Linked DNA regions of Mus musculus: regions 1 and 2 are each linked to region 3. The links are chromatin contacts, called in public Hi-C and promoter capture Hi-C maps. All regions are on one chromosome and are shown on one strand. Each heading gives the region's core, a stretch centred on a gene start, on an enhancer-like site or on the middle of the called end of the contact. The rest is flanking DNA. Distances are from core to core; before and after follow the strand shown.

Region 1 (3,981 bases), core at 337-2,836, 8.7 Mb after region 3:
TCAATGAAATCTGCCAACTTTAAAAAACTTAGCGGCAAATACAAGGTACATTGAACTTTCAGACACAGAAATCTAAAGAACCAGATGGAAACGACCACCATTATTCAGCAAAGCCACGGAATCTTTAATCACCAACACCATTATTTTAGGCAACGTAAAAAAGGCTATTTCCCAACAATTTTACCTCTAACCCAACTCTCCAAGACTGCAACCAAACCATCACAACTGGTCCAGTTAACTCGTAGTCCTACCAAAGCCAAGGACCAACACAGGATCTTAAAGTCGAGGCATCACCCTCATGCCTTCTCCTATTCCAAAACGCCGGCAGCAAATGACGATCCCTCTGGGGACCACTTTAAATGCAGAGATCGGCCGGCCACTCCGCTAAACCCCCGGCCGCGGGGGTAAATGGATTCAGGCAAATCAGCCGGGTCTACGCACACAAACAGGCCCAGCCAGCCCTCTCGTCCCGCGGCCGCTGTTCCCACAGCGCGCTGGTGTTAACAGGTCCGCCGAGCGAGACCGACCGCGCGCGCTCGCCTCCCGCCCACGGGCCGGGCCTGGAAGCAGCGGCCAGCGACCGTCGCCGAGCGGCGAGCCTCTCCTCACCCGGATCCGACAGGAAATGGCGGCCCGCGTAATGGCGACTACGTGCGACTAGGCGGAGTCGCGCGAGACCCCCCTCCCCCACCCAGCACGCGGGCTCGCGAGCGCCCGTCCCCCGCACCTCCCCCACCACCCGAGACAAAGCCGCCGCGGCCGCCCCATCGGCCCCGCCGCGCAGCACCCCCCACCCCGGAGGTGGGGTGAGGAGGGAGGCCCACGCCGTGGAGGGACAAAGGGCGGCCGGGGCGCACACACACACACCACACCCGCGAGTCCACCGGACGGCCCGGCGCTCCCTCCACACGGGGCGCCCGCGTCGCAAACCCACAGGCCTCTCCTTCCCGGGTCCCTCAAGCCACCTAGCGCCGGCACGCCAACCGCAGGGGCACGCTCGGGGAAATGGCGGCGGTGGGGGGAGGGGAACCCGGGCAACGTTCCCCGGCGGGCCACGGCCGCCCCGAACGCCACCCCGGACAGCCGACTACGGCGTCCGACCCCGCTCCAGCCAGCGCGACCCGCCCGTCCCGCTCACCGCGCGAGTCCGCCGTTGCCTCCCGGCCGCGCCGCCTCCGACGGTCGGTCACTGCTAGACAGAGAACGAGGACAAACCCCCTCCCACTTCAGCGTCGCGCCCCATTGGCTGCCCAGGCTTCGGCGGTGGTGCGAGCGCGAAGCGATTGGCCCGTGGCCGCGTCAATTACGGCGCCGAGAACCCCGCCTTCCGCCGGCGACTCCCTTTGGGCTGGAAGGCCGCGGGCCTGAGAAAACTCGGGCATGGGGATAGCCCAAGCCGCCATCCCGGGGCGCCAACCCGCTCCGGGGACTCGCTACCCCGAAGCCCTAGCCCACCCAGATACCTACAGGCCGCAATCGAGTGGGAGACGAGCACGACGGCGACGTCCGTGCAGCGGAGAAGCAGAGGATAATGGCGTCTGCAGCGCTGTCGCCTGTAGCGCCCTCCTCCTTTCTCGTTCGCGCACTCTGTGGTGAGGGGGAGGGGAGTAGTGACAGACCTCTCGCGAGACTTCAGCGGCGCTGCTCACGTGTGCCGGGAGGGGCGACTGCGGGGGGATTTTCGAGCCCCGAGGGAGTTTGGCGCGATTGGAGGAGGGACGGTCGCCCCGTGAGCGCCCGATTGGGCGGGAAGAAGTGAAAGAGGGAAAAGAGAACCCAGCTGGGAACGGGAGAGGGAGAGCGGCGCGCGGCCCTGGGATCACGCTGCGGTGCGAGGCGAGGCGAGGCGAGGCGGGAAGGCCAGGTCGGTCGGTGCTCCGCCCGGGTTCCGCAGCTACCCGTTGTCGCGTCTCGCTCGCCCCCTCCCTCCCCGGCGCTGCGGGCTCTGCGCCCCCTCCGCGGCGCCCGGGAAACCCGCTGTGCTAACGGCTCCCCCGGCGGGGAGGGCGGGGGAGGGCTGGAAGCGGCGCCCGCTCCCAGGGAGCCCGGGGCTTACTTCCGTGTTGGGCCGGTGCGATGCAGACCCCCCGGGAACGCCGCGTAGGGAATGCCCGCGCGTCCGTGCTGCAGCGCTCCCTGGGACCCTCCCTGAGAAAGCTCGCAGGCACACTGCCCCGCCATGGCTGCCCCACCAGGGGAAGGGAGGGTCACTGCGGGTGCTCGCCTCGCTCCTCATCCTCACAGCAGAGCTCCACGGTCCCCAGACTCTGGCTGATGTCCGGATGTCAGCCTGTAGGGGTGACCTCCAGTTAGCGAGGCGTGTGTGCGAGCGCACCCTGTCCTACCTTTCCCTCGAATAATCCCAAAATGTGCACACCGGCCAGCACCCTGTAAATCGCTCCGTTACAGAGCGGTCGAGCCATCCTTTACCTAACTGACAGAAGAGACTGGGGCTTGAGGATCTGGTGAGGGGGCTCTCGTTCTGAGACAGCCTAGTGTAGCCCTGGCTGTCGTGGGATCCTGTAGATCTCCTGCCGCTGCCTCTCAAACGCTGGCATTAAAAGCGTGTGCCCCCACTCCTGGCTCAAGATTTTTCATATGGTGGTTTTTGACCCGGAGGGTCTCTCAAGAGATCCACCTGCCTCGTCCTCCCAAAGCAGGGATTAAAGGCAAGCGTAACCATGGCCAGCTAAAGTTAGTATTTCTTTTTTTCTTTTTCTTTTTTTTTTTTTTTTTTCCGAGACAGGGTTTCTCTGTGTAGTCTTGGCTGTCCTGGAACTCTGTAGACCAGGCTGGCCTCGAACTCAGAAATCCAATGCCTCTGCCTCCCAAGTGCTGGGAGTAAAAGCGTGTGCCACCACTGCCCGGCAAGTTAGTATTTCTAGTACAACATTTTTTTTTTCCGAGGCAAGGTTTCTCCGTGTAACCCTGGCTGGTCTGGAACTCAGAGATCCCCCTGTCTCTGCCTCCCGAGTGCTGAGATTATTGCCTGCATAGCCGCCTCCACCACCCCGCTAACAACTTTTTTTGTAAATGAGAAGTGGGAATCTAAAGGAAACTACAGAAATTGTCTTGACTAGTCTCTAGTGAGAAGTTGCTTCCTCAAGATTTCATGGCAGGATTGTTCTTGCGCCCACCCCCACCCCCCAGTTATACCTGTTTGTTTTCTTCTCTCACTTTTTTAGGTTTTCTCTTTGAGTAATCAAAGTGTCTTTTGTCCGTCCTTCATTTTCTATTTAGAGTTGGAGGTTTTCAATTCCTTATTAAAACCTCAGACTGTAGCTCAGTGGTGTAGCACACTGAGTGCGGAGGCCCTGGATTTGGGTGTCACAACAAAGCCCATGCCACTTTGTTTCCTTTAGTGGCTCCTGGGTAACCATTAACCTAATGCTTTAGTATCAATTTGGATTCAGTATGACTTAGCTGTGAGATTTAATATAATTTCAACAGTTCAGTAGCTGGCTGAGAAAATATTTGAAATACTGTAGGCACCATACCCCGAGTTCTGTCCTGTTTGCCACTTTGTGCTGACAATTCAATGCTTATTACAGTACTTTGAATACATTGTGGGTTTTGTTTTATGTGTGAGGGAGTTTTTTGAAAAGTAGAATAAACTATGATGGTTCATGCCTTTGATCATAGCAGCTGGGAAGCAGAGATGTGAATCTGTGAGTTCTAGGTCAGCCAGAGCTACATAGTCAAACTGTCTCAAGAAACAAACAAAACTAAGGTAAGAGGGCAGACAGGTGAGATGGAGCAGTGGGTGAAGGTGTTGGCTGCCAAGGTAAATTTCATCTCCAGGATGGGGGAAGACCAGACCTTACTCTCTTGACCTCTAACCTCCACACATGTGTATATAATGAAAAAAAGTTTTAAAAAGTATTGAGGATAGAAACCATATTCAAGATGACAGAACAGAGCTGGGTTAGAGACTCCTAAGTGGGATTTTCTCTCTAGTTTTATTTTTATTTATTTTTTCCT
Region 2 (4,197 bases), core at 161-2,660, 8.6 Mb before region 3:
TGTAAAGAAAACAAAATGTTAGAAGAAAACATGGGCTTCAATGATACAGTTAGCTGGAATCTCCTGGTTGTCCAAGCTTTTGTAACAATTCTATGTGGTTTGATTGCAACTTGGAGCCTTGACCTTTCCCTAGTGCCTACAGGAGTGAGTTGTATCTTCTACCTAGTCCTAGTTTATTTCCGGGATCCTTCTGTTGGCAGGCATCTAGGAATCTTGGTGCAGCCGGCCACTGTTATACCCACAGTGGCAAAGAGTTAACGGTCTCCTGAGAAGTGCACAGACAGAAGTGTATGAGGCTGGCATAACTAGGAATCCAGATAGCATGTGCCTGGAGCCTCAGTAACCCAGGAGGCTCCCGAGAGAGGATCACTTGAGCCCAGCAGTTCCAGGCCAGCCTGGGCAAAACAGAGTAGTTAAATAGTCCAAGATGCTGTATTTGCAGACACCAAAATTACGTGAGACGTTCAAGTATGATATACAGGAGACAAAACATTCACAGTCCATGACTAGGGCCATCACACGCAAGCCCCGGATTAAGTCCTTGACTACGTGTGTCCTCTACAGCAAGACCCTCAGTGCTCTTAAGGGCCAATACGTACAGTGCTTCTCTGATAGAGCGTGTGGGATTCAGTTCCGCACTACTATCTGCGCCAGGTTGCCGCCATCTTCATGAGGGTCAGCTGTGCCTGCTTGCAAAAGATGGTCCCAGCTGGGCTTGTTGACTGTTTGCCTGACTGTTCACCTTCATTTAGAAAAGGAGTGGAGAGGGTCGTGGGGCCCCTCACCTATATCCCGTTACCCCTTCCACCCAGTTTCATGCATTCTGACCTAGTTGCATGTGACTTGAGGAAGGGCTAGAGTTTATAGGTGGACAGGGACTAGGAAACGGGGCTCTGCACAGCCATAAGTAAGCCATCATTCTCGCTGGGTATAGGTTTTCCAGCATGACTTGTCCCTTCTGCCTGAAACTCCTCAGTCATGCTTTGTAAGGAACTTTAATAAACTCATTGGTTCCTCGGGGTGAACTTTGATTTGTAATTGAGACCTTCTGAGGAGTAAATACTTAGGCTCTCCCAGGGCAAAAATTTCTTAAAAATAGATTGGTTCACTGTTTAAATGTCTATACTTAAGATCTATACTGGGCACATGGCAGTACATAAACACTTTGAGTTGCTTTGACTTGTGGCTGATATGCCTCTTCTACCAGCCTGGTACCCTTTCCTGATGGCTTTTATTAATCCCATTATCCTTGTATCAAACTGGCTCACCCTCGGAGTACGGACCCCAAACTCAGCAGCCAAACCTGGTGCTCCTCCACCCCACTACTCCCAAGCCGGAACCAAGCCCCGCCCCATCACCCGAAGACCGCCTAGGATGATGCCCAGCCAATCACCTCAGGTTCCTCCCGGCTATCCAGGTCCCGCCCCTCCCGCTAGGACGCAGCGCACGCTGTGACGTCTGCACACCCGGCTCCTGACCTCGGCTTCTCGCTGTCTGCTCGCGCCCTCGTCCTACAGCACAGGCCTCCCGGCTCCGGCTCCGGCTCCAGTGTTGGTTGGGTGTGTTCTTACTTTGCCGACTCTATCACCAGGGGAATCGTTCCGTGCACACTCTGCTGAGCTCGCTTCCCCGGCCCGCTTCCCGCCTCTCTAAAATGTTCTCTAACTGCGGTTCCGGGAGTGGAAACCTAAACGCGCGTGCGCTGCTTCCGCGCCACGGAGGGCTTTTCCGTAAGAGAGCAGGAGTCACTTTGTAGGGTTGTAGCGCGTCTAAGTGCAGTTGCGACTAGGGTTCCGAGCATTTTCTGGTCCCTTGCTCCAGCCTAATAGGAGCCGAGGGTTGGGTGCAAGGGTTTCTAAAAGTTTGCAAACTGAGTATGGAGGACGTTGGAGAGAAAGCAGCATTTACCCTGCTTCTCGGAGACGCTAAGAAGAATGGAGGTACAGGCCATTTGTTTTCTGATTTAGCAATCAACTAACTGATGAGACAGTCAGCTGCTCCAGAGCTGCTCCGTGACTCCTGCTCGTTTCGGTGGGCCTGTGCTATAGTAGAGGCTGTGGTAAAAATATTTGGTGTCTCTACAACACTTAATATTCACAGAGGTGTTTTACTTGTTATCCAGTTACCTTCACTGGACAGCAGAGCTAGGGCGACTAGTGACTGTGTGTGTCCAGGCGGCAGTTGCAATCACACCCAGAGCTGTACCTTGAACTCATTTCTTCCTGATTGCTAGAGGTCAGCGTGTCTCTTGACTGCTCTGACCTCTCCTCCACAGGTGCAGGCCTGGTGTGGTCTCCAAAGCGACTGAACAATGCAGAAAGACAGTGGCCCATTGTAAGTGCCCTGTGCATCGGAGTAGAATCACTGGGAGCCTCTAAAACCAGAGCACATGACGGGAACCTCCAGCTTGGCACTGCCCACCAGGCAGCGTAGGTTGTGACATGATCCTTGAACTAGCGGCCTGGGACATGGACTTGAATCCAGTTCTGCCACTGGCTAGTTCTTTCACCGAGCCTGCCACCTGGCCTATCTTTCTTTCTGATTGGGCACTGGCAGAATTTGCTGGAAACGACAATCCTTTTGTCCCTGAGGATGATTTAAGCAATTACATTTACTTCTTTGTGTGGATGCATTCGTGCCATGTTGAGTTTGTAGGTGTCAGAGGACAATTTTCAGGAGTTGCGGGAGTTGATCTTCTGCTATGTGGACCATTGTAATGTAACCAAACTCAGGTTGCCAGCCTCCGGGAGCCGGGGGTGGGGGGCGCATCGCCACCAAGGCCAAGTTCCCGCAGGCCCCATCCAGTGATTTTGTGTGTTGTATTTTATACTCGGTTGACACTGGCTTCTCCCTTTGGCCTTTTCAGGATGCCTTTACATTATTTTGGTTTCGGCTATGCAGCCCTGGTTGCTACCGGTGGGATTATTGGCTATGCCAAAGCAGGTGAGCCTTTCTTGTTACTCTTAAAATTGTCACCTTAGTCCAGTGACATGTGGGTCCCCAGAGCCCTTGACACCTAATATGGCTTGACTCAAGTTTGCTTTAGGCCCTGAGTACACCCTGCATTGGCCTCTGATTATCTGGCTGAGTGGAGCCAGGCGTTTTTTTTTTTTTTTTTTTCCCCTCTTTACATACAGATAGGCAGGGGTATTAGTGGGTGGGTGTTATCGACCATTGCCATACACCGCGTTGTCTCTCAGCTCCTCAAGGAGGAAATCTCTTGTCTCTGCTCACTCTGTATCATCTGTTTAAAACAGGCTCAAGCCAGGGTCATCTAAGTCAGACAAGCACTGTACTGAGCCACACCTCCTAAAGGAGAGAGAGGGCTGGGGTGATAAGACCCTGACTTCTATGGTAGACACCAAGATTCTCCTATGCTGGGAACACTGGCTGTAAGCCTCGTAAAGACAGCCTCTCTCTGACAGCTTTCCTCTGCAGGGGAGGGGAGTCTTGCATGTTCTTTATGTGACGTTGTAACATCACAACATGGATGCATGCCTGCTTTCTTCTCCCCAGGTAGTGTGCCGTCCCTGGCTGCTGGACTCTTCTTCGGGGGCCTGGCAGGCCTGGGGGCCTACCAGCTGTCTCAGGATCCCAGGAATGTGTGGGTTTTCCTAGGTAGGTTTGCCTCAGGTGCTGCCTCTGTGTTCTGCTTGCCCCTGAGACTCTGGTGGGCGTGTGTGGCAGGTTCTCTTCTCTGCTTTTCAGCTGCGTCTGCCAAGCAGAGGGTGGGTTTCATCACGGAGAACCCCGGGTTGTTTCTGTTCTGTATACTGAATACAGGAAGGTTTCACGCAACATGGGTGTAATGTTCTCAGTGAGACTTGTTTTCAAGTGGACGAGACTGTGTGTTAACTACTGAGGTTCCAGACTAAAGACGGCCTGCTTGGAACTTAGAGAGAAGTCTCACACATCCCACGAAGCCTGAGCTCATGTAGCCTTTTCCCCAGGTGGACATCTCTTTCCTAGGCAGTTAATTGTGTAAGACACAGGCAGACCTTGCCTTCGGGAGGCATTTAAGCTCAGTGGTCAGTCAGGTCATGGGACTCTGGAACTGTAGATAAAGTGCCCCAGGTGTAGCCCATGCTGGAAGGGAAAAAAGATGACTTCTTATCATGGTGTTTTCTGACACAGTTTTCTTGGTCTCCACCCAAGTGCTAGCCATTGCCAGGGGTGTGGTACCTCTGTGCCTTTCAC
Region 3 (3,778 bases), core at 1,082-3,581:
GGAGGGGTAGCTCAGTGGCTAGACTAAGAACACTGGCTGTTCTTCCAGAGGACCCCATTCTTCCTTCTAGCACCCACATGATAGTTTACAACACTCTGTAACTCCAGTTCCAGGGGAACCCAAGACCCTGTTCTGGCCTCCAGTGGGCACCAGACACAGTAGTACTCAGACATACAAGTAGTGAAAGCAGGCTTGGTGAGCTTAGGGACTGCCAAGTAAAACGGTACAGGCTGCTTCTGTAGGGTCTGAAGGACAAGTGTCATGGTAAGACAAAAAAGATTACTCCAAGAAAGAAAGAAAGAGAGAAAGAACATCTCAGAAAATCAGGAAAATGGATGCAACAGGAAATCACACTAAATAAACCAGAAAGGCAAATACTAGTTTTCTCTCATCTGTGAAACCCATATTTAAAGTTCTCTCTTCTACACGCCTTGGCCGTCTCCAGCCAATAGCAAAACCAAGTTCTGAAGGCACTCAATTTTTACATCAAAGAATATGGACACAGGGATATAACTAAACAACTTAGTTCCAATATTCTGGCTGCCAATCCACTCAACTATCAGGATCATTTTAAAAGTATCTTGGAGAATCAATAAGATGGCTCTGCAGGCAAAAGTACTTGCTGCACAAACCTGTAGTTCTATTGCCACTGGAGGGAAAGAACTGTCACTTGGACATGTCTATTCAATCTCTGACCTCCATAAATATGTTATAGCATACAAATGGAATAATAATAATAATAATAAATTAAGTAGCTCAGGAAACAGGTCTCAATCTTCCTTCAAAATGAGAAAAAAAATCATTAAATCTACACATTTTGGATTGACATTTAATGTATTCCCTAATCTGGACTCTTAACTTTTCAGTTCCATTACCGAGGAGTCCCAGATTCCATAACCAATCTACTATACCATACTGGGCTTACAATGACATCTTCTGGTGGGTTAAGAAACTATTTTCCCATGGTCTGACAAAGAACTTTTCAAAAGTTCAGGGGCAGGCTGTGTTGATAAAATATAAATTCTAAACTCGGTAAGTAGGGATGGAGTCAGCCTGGCAGGCTCCCCAACTCTAATCTTAATGCTTCCAGTCTGTGGGCCATCCCTGAATCAGCAGCAGGCATCTCCATTCTTGCTGTGAAGAGCATGCACAGCTGGAGGCCACACACACATCTCCCTCTTTCTTTCAACAGTTAACAACGTTCTCTTTCTTTAGAATTTGTTTCCTGCACTAAGGTTCTCTGAACCTGTTCCAAATTACACCTAATAAAAAAGGTATTTTTTTTCCATGTTTAAGATACTAAGTTACTGCTAGTTCTAGCCTTCCTTCTCTCTTTGAATGGGCAATGCTTGGGCTTTGGATTTCTCTAGGACCTTAGGCAAGCTATTTAACTATTTAACACTCAGATCAACTACCTTTAAATAAGGCTTAACAATAGTAACTAATCAGAAGACTATCACAGTTTCCTATAGAAGGCATTAGCCATATATACCAATTTGACCATGCTAGGCTGCCCTGCCCTGGGGCTATATACCCCCAACCCTTATGTTTCTAACATAATGCAGAAAAAAAAAAAAAAAAAAAAAAAAAAAAAAAAAAGGTCAGGGCCCCTTAACTACATCGTTAGATGAGTCACAAAAACAAATCCATGAAACCAGAGTAAGGAGGGAATCCCAACTAGACAAGAGCAAGTATGGTGGCTCAGGTAATAACTCCAACACTGTGTGTGGGAGTTGGGGGCTGCGGAATAGAAGACTCTTGAGTTTGAAATCAAATTGAGCCAGTTCCTGACCTACAGAGTAACAATGTCTCCAAACCCAGAAAAACAAAACAAAACAAAACCAGCTATCTAGATGCTGTTCTCCCGAAGGCAAAGACTGCTTAAAGAAAAGCCAGATTTTCCCTTTGATTCTCATCAACTGGGCGAAAACAACCCTTAAGGAAACTATTTTCTGCTGATTATAATCAAGTCATAAGCCCCAAACGCAGCGTTCACACACTCATGAGGTCATCGTTCTCCCAGAACACTGATTCAAGTTCACATTTCAGGACGTCTCCCACCACGTTCTTGAGCATGGGTCTTGGGGGGGTGAGGGAGTCGGAGTCCAGAACTGTCATAAGGTTGAGAGGTCCGCGGGGTGCTACAGGGCATGGGCTGGGAGGGATGGACCCGAGCCACGTACCAGGCTCCGGACGCCTTCTCCCCAGCGTTTTGCAGCATTCTGCACTCTCGCTGCAGCGCTGCGACCTCCGCCTCCAGGGCGCGCAGTTCGCGGGTCTCGGAATCCATGGCTACCGACGTGGAACCCTGAAGGTGAAGTAGCCCGGAGAATGGCAGTCTGGGCGCCTCGGGCAGCCAGGAGACTTCAAGGAGCGCGCGCGCTCCTGGAACGGACCACTCTCGAGCTCACGGGGGGAGAGGCTGCCGGGAGTCGCGCGTCCACGCCCACGGCCTCGGACGACGTTCCCGAGCCTGACGGCCCGCGAAATGTCGCGTCGAGCGTCTAGACACCCCCGCCGCCTCTGCGAGTTGGTTCGTTCCAAATTGCACGTCACCCTCCAACGGCCGCCCATCCCGTCTAACGGCCACTGGGCCAGCCGAGCTCTTACGTCACCGAAGGGGGCGGATTCTCGGAAGCACGAGGAAAGGAGTCTCTTTATTTTGGTTCCGCTTCTTCACTTCCGCCTACTTGAACCGGAAATCAGGAACCACGCGGCGGAGTGTCTTTTCTGTAGGAATTACCGATTTTTATTTTTCTTTCTCACACTCTGTCAGTTTTACAACGTGGAGGAGAACTAACAGAACGTCAGTAAAAGCGAAGGCGGAGGAAATAAAGAGCCCTCTGGAACTGCGGGATAACGGAACCTTAGGAGATTGGGTTGGAAACTTTGTAGGAAGGAAAGGAAAATGCACTTGCCGGCACGTGTTATTAGACGTTAAGTGCTACGCCGGGCTTGAGCTGAGTCGGACAAGCGCCCTGAGGAAGAGTGTTTGCTCGTGAGAAGTGATGGGCTATTGGGCTTAGCCTCTCCTCTCCTTCCTTAGGGGCTTCTCGAAGAGAGAGGGCAGGGCTGGAAGGATGGGGCGGTGGCTACCAAGAAGGGGTACACTGTAGGTTTTTTTCCCAGAGTGCTGGCCTTTGCTTTGGGCTTCTGCCGCTATTTAGTGATCTCGCTTGGAAGGAGACAGCCAACTTTTGAGAAAGGTTTGAGTAAGAGCTGAACATCCGCCGAGAGCTAAACGAGATGGAGCGACCTCTGGAAAACGTTTCCAGCAATCTTGGTAGGACAGTGTTAACAATTCCGGGTTCCAAAATTAGACTTCATTATGATCCTTGCTGTCACCACTACTGTTTTCTAAGTGGCACTGGGAAAAGCCGTAACCGCTCCTACTCCCCTGACCGATGAGATCCACTCAGACTGCTTTGAACAATACAGGCACACAGTGGGGAAACATATTTTAGGTATAACTTAAGTTGCCGTCTTTGTGATTTAACAGCGCTTAGGGGACACTTGTATTTTGCCATACTATTGTAATTGCAGACTTTGTTATGACTGGAGCTCCAGGATGAAGCTATTTTTATCCGTTAGCTTACTATTTTTGCCAGTATATGTTAAGGTAAAAATGTAGAAATGAATGGGGGAGGGCAGTACTTCGAATAAAAAATCAATAAGGATAAGATATAATAGCTGTGGTTGTTTTAGAGAAAACATCTGGGAGAAGATGTGTGGATGTGCTGTACTTAGGTGCAGTTGCAAAGTGTGTTCATTGAGAATG

Evidence for each region. Promoter capture Hi-C pulls out the DNA fragments that hold promoters and counts their contacts. Hi-C and Micro-C count contacts between places; a contact is called where the count stands out from the background.
Region 1: a Hi-C map of CD4 T cells shows a contact between it and region 3, with 4 times the contacts expected there. The contact joins the promoter of Hnrnpk here to the promoter of Cenpp in region 3. A contact is called at or near these places in 3 of 484 Hi-C or Micro-C datasets (B cells, CD4 T cells and CD8 T cells).
Region 2: a contact with region 3 is called in a promoter capture Hi-C map of pre-B cells. The contact joins the promoter of Tmem14c here to the promoter of Cenpp in region 3. A contact is called at or near these places in 1 of 39 promoter capture datasets (pre-B cells) and 1 of 484 Hi-C or Micro-C datasets (CD4 T cells).

Annotation. Positions count from the first base shown.
Region 1 is chr13:58,400,926-58,404,906 of GRCm38.p6, forward strand. Hnrnpk (heterogeneous nuclear ribonucleoprotein K) reads right to left here and starts at 1,587. Exons shown (of 16, transcript NM_025279.3): 1 at 1,468-1,587. Rmi1 (RecQ mediated genome instability 1) reads left to right here and starts at 1,672. Exons shown (of 3, transcript NM_028904.3): 1 at 1,672-1,864.
Region 2 is chr13:41,014,840-41,019,036 of GRCm38.p6, forward strand. Tmem14c (transmembrane protein 14C) reads left to right here and starts at 1,411. Exons shown (of 6, transcript NM_025387.3): 1 at 1,411-1,559; 2 at 2,276-2,334; 3 at 2,867-2,943; 4 at 3,517-3,618. The coding sequence starts at 2,312.
Region 3 is chr13:49,650,400-49,654,177 of GRCm38.p6, forward strand. Cenpp (centromere protein P) reads right to left here and starts at 2,332. Exons shown (of 8, transcript NM_025495.3): 1 at 2,184-2,332. The coding sequence starts at 2,290. Nol8 (nucleolar protein 8) reads left to right here and starts at 2,679. Exons shown (of 17, transcript NM_001271397.1): 1 at 2,679-3,283. The coding sequence starts at 3,247.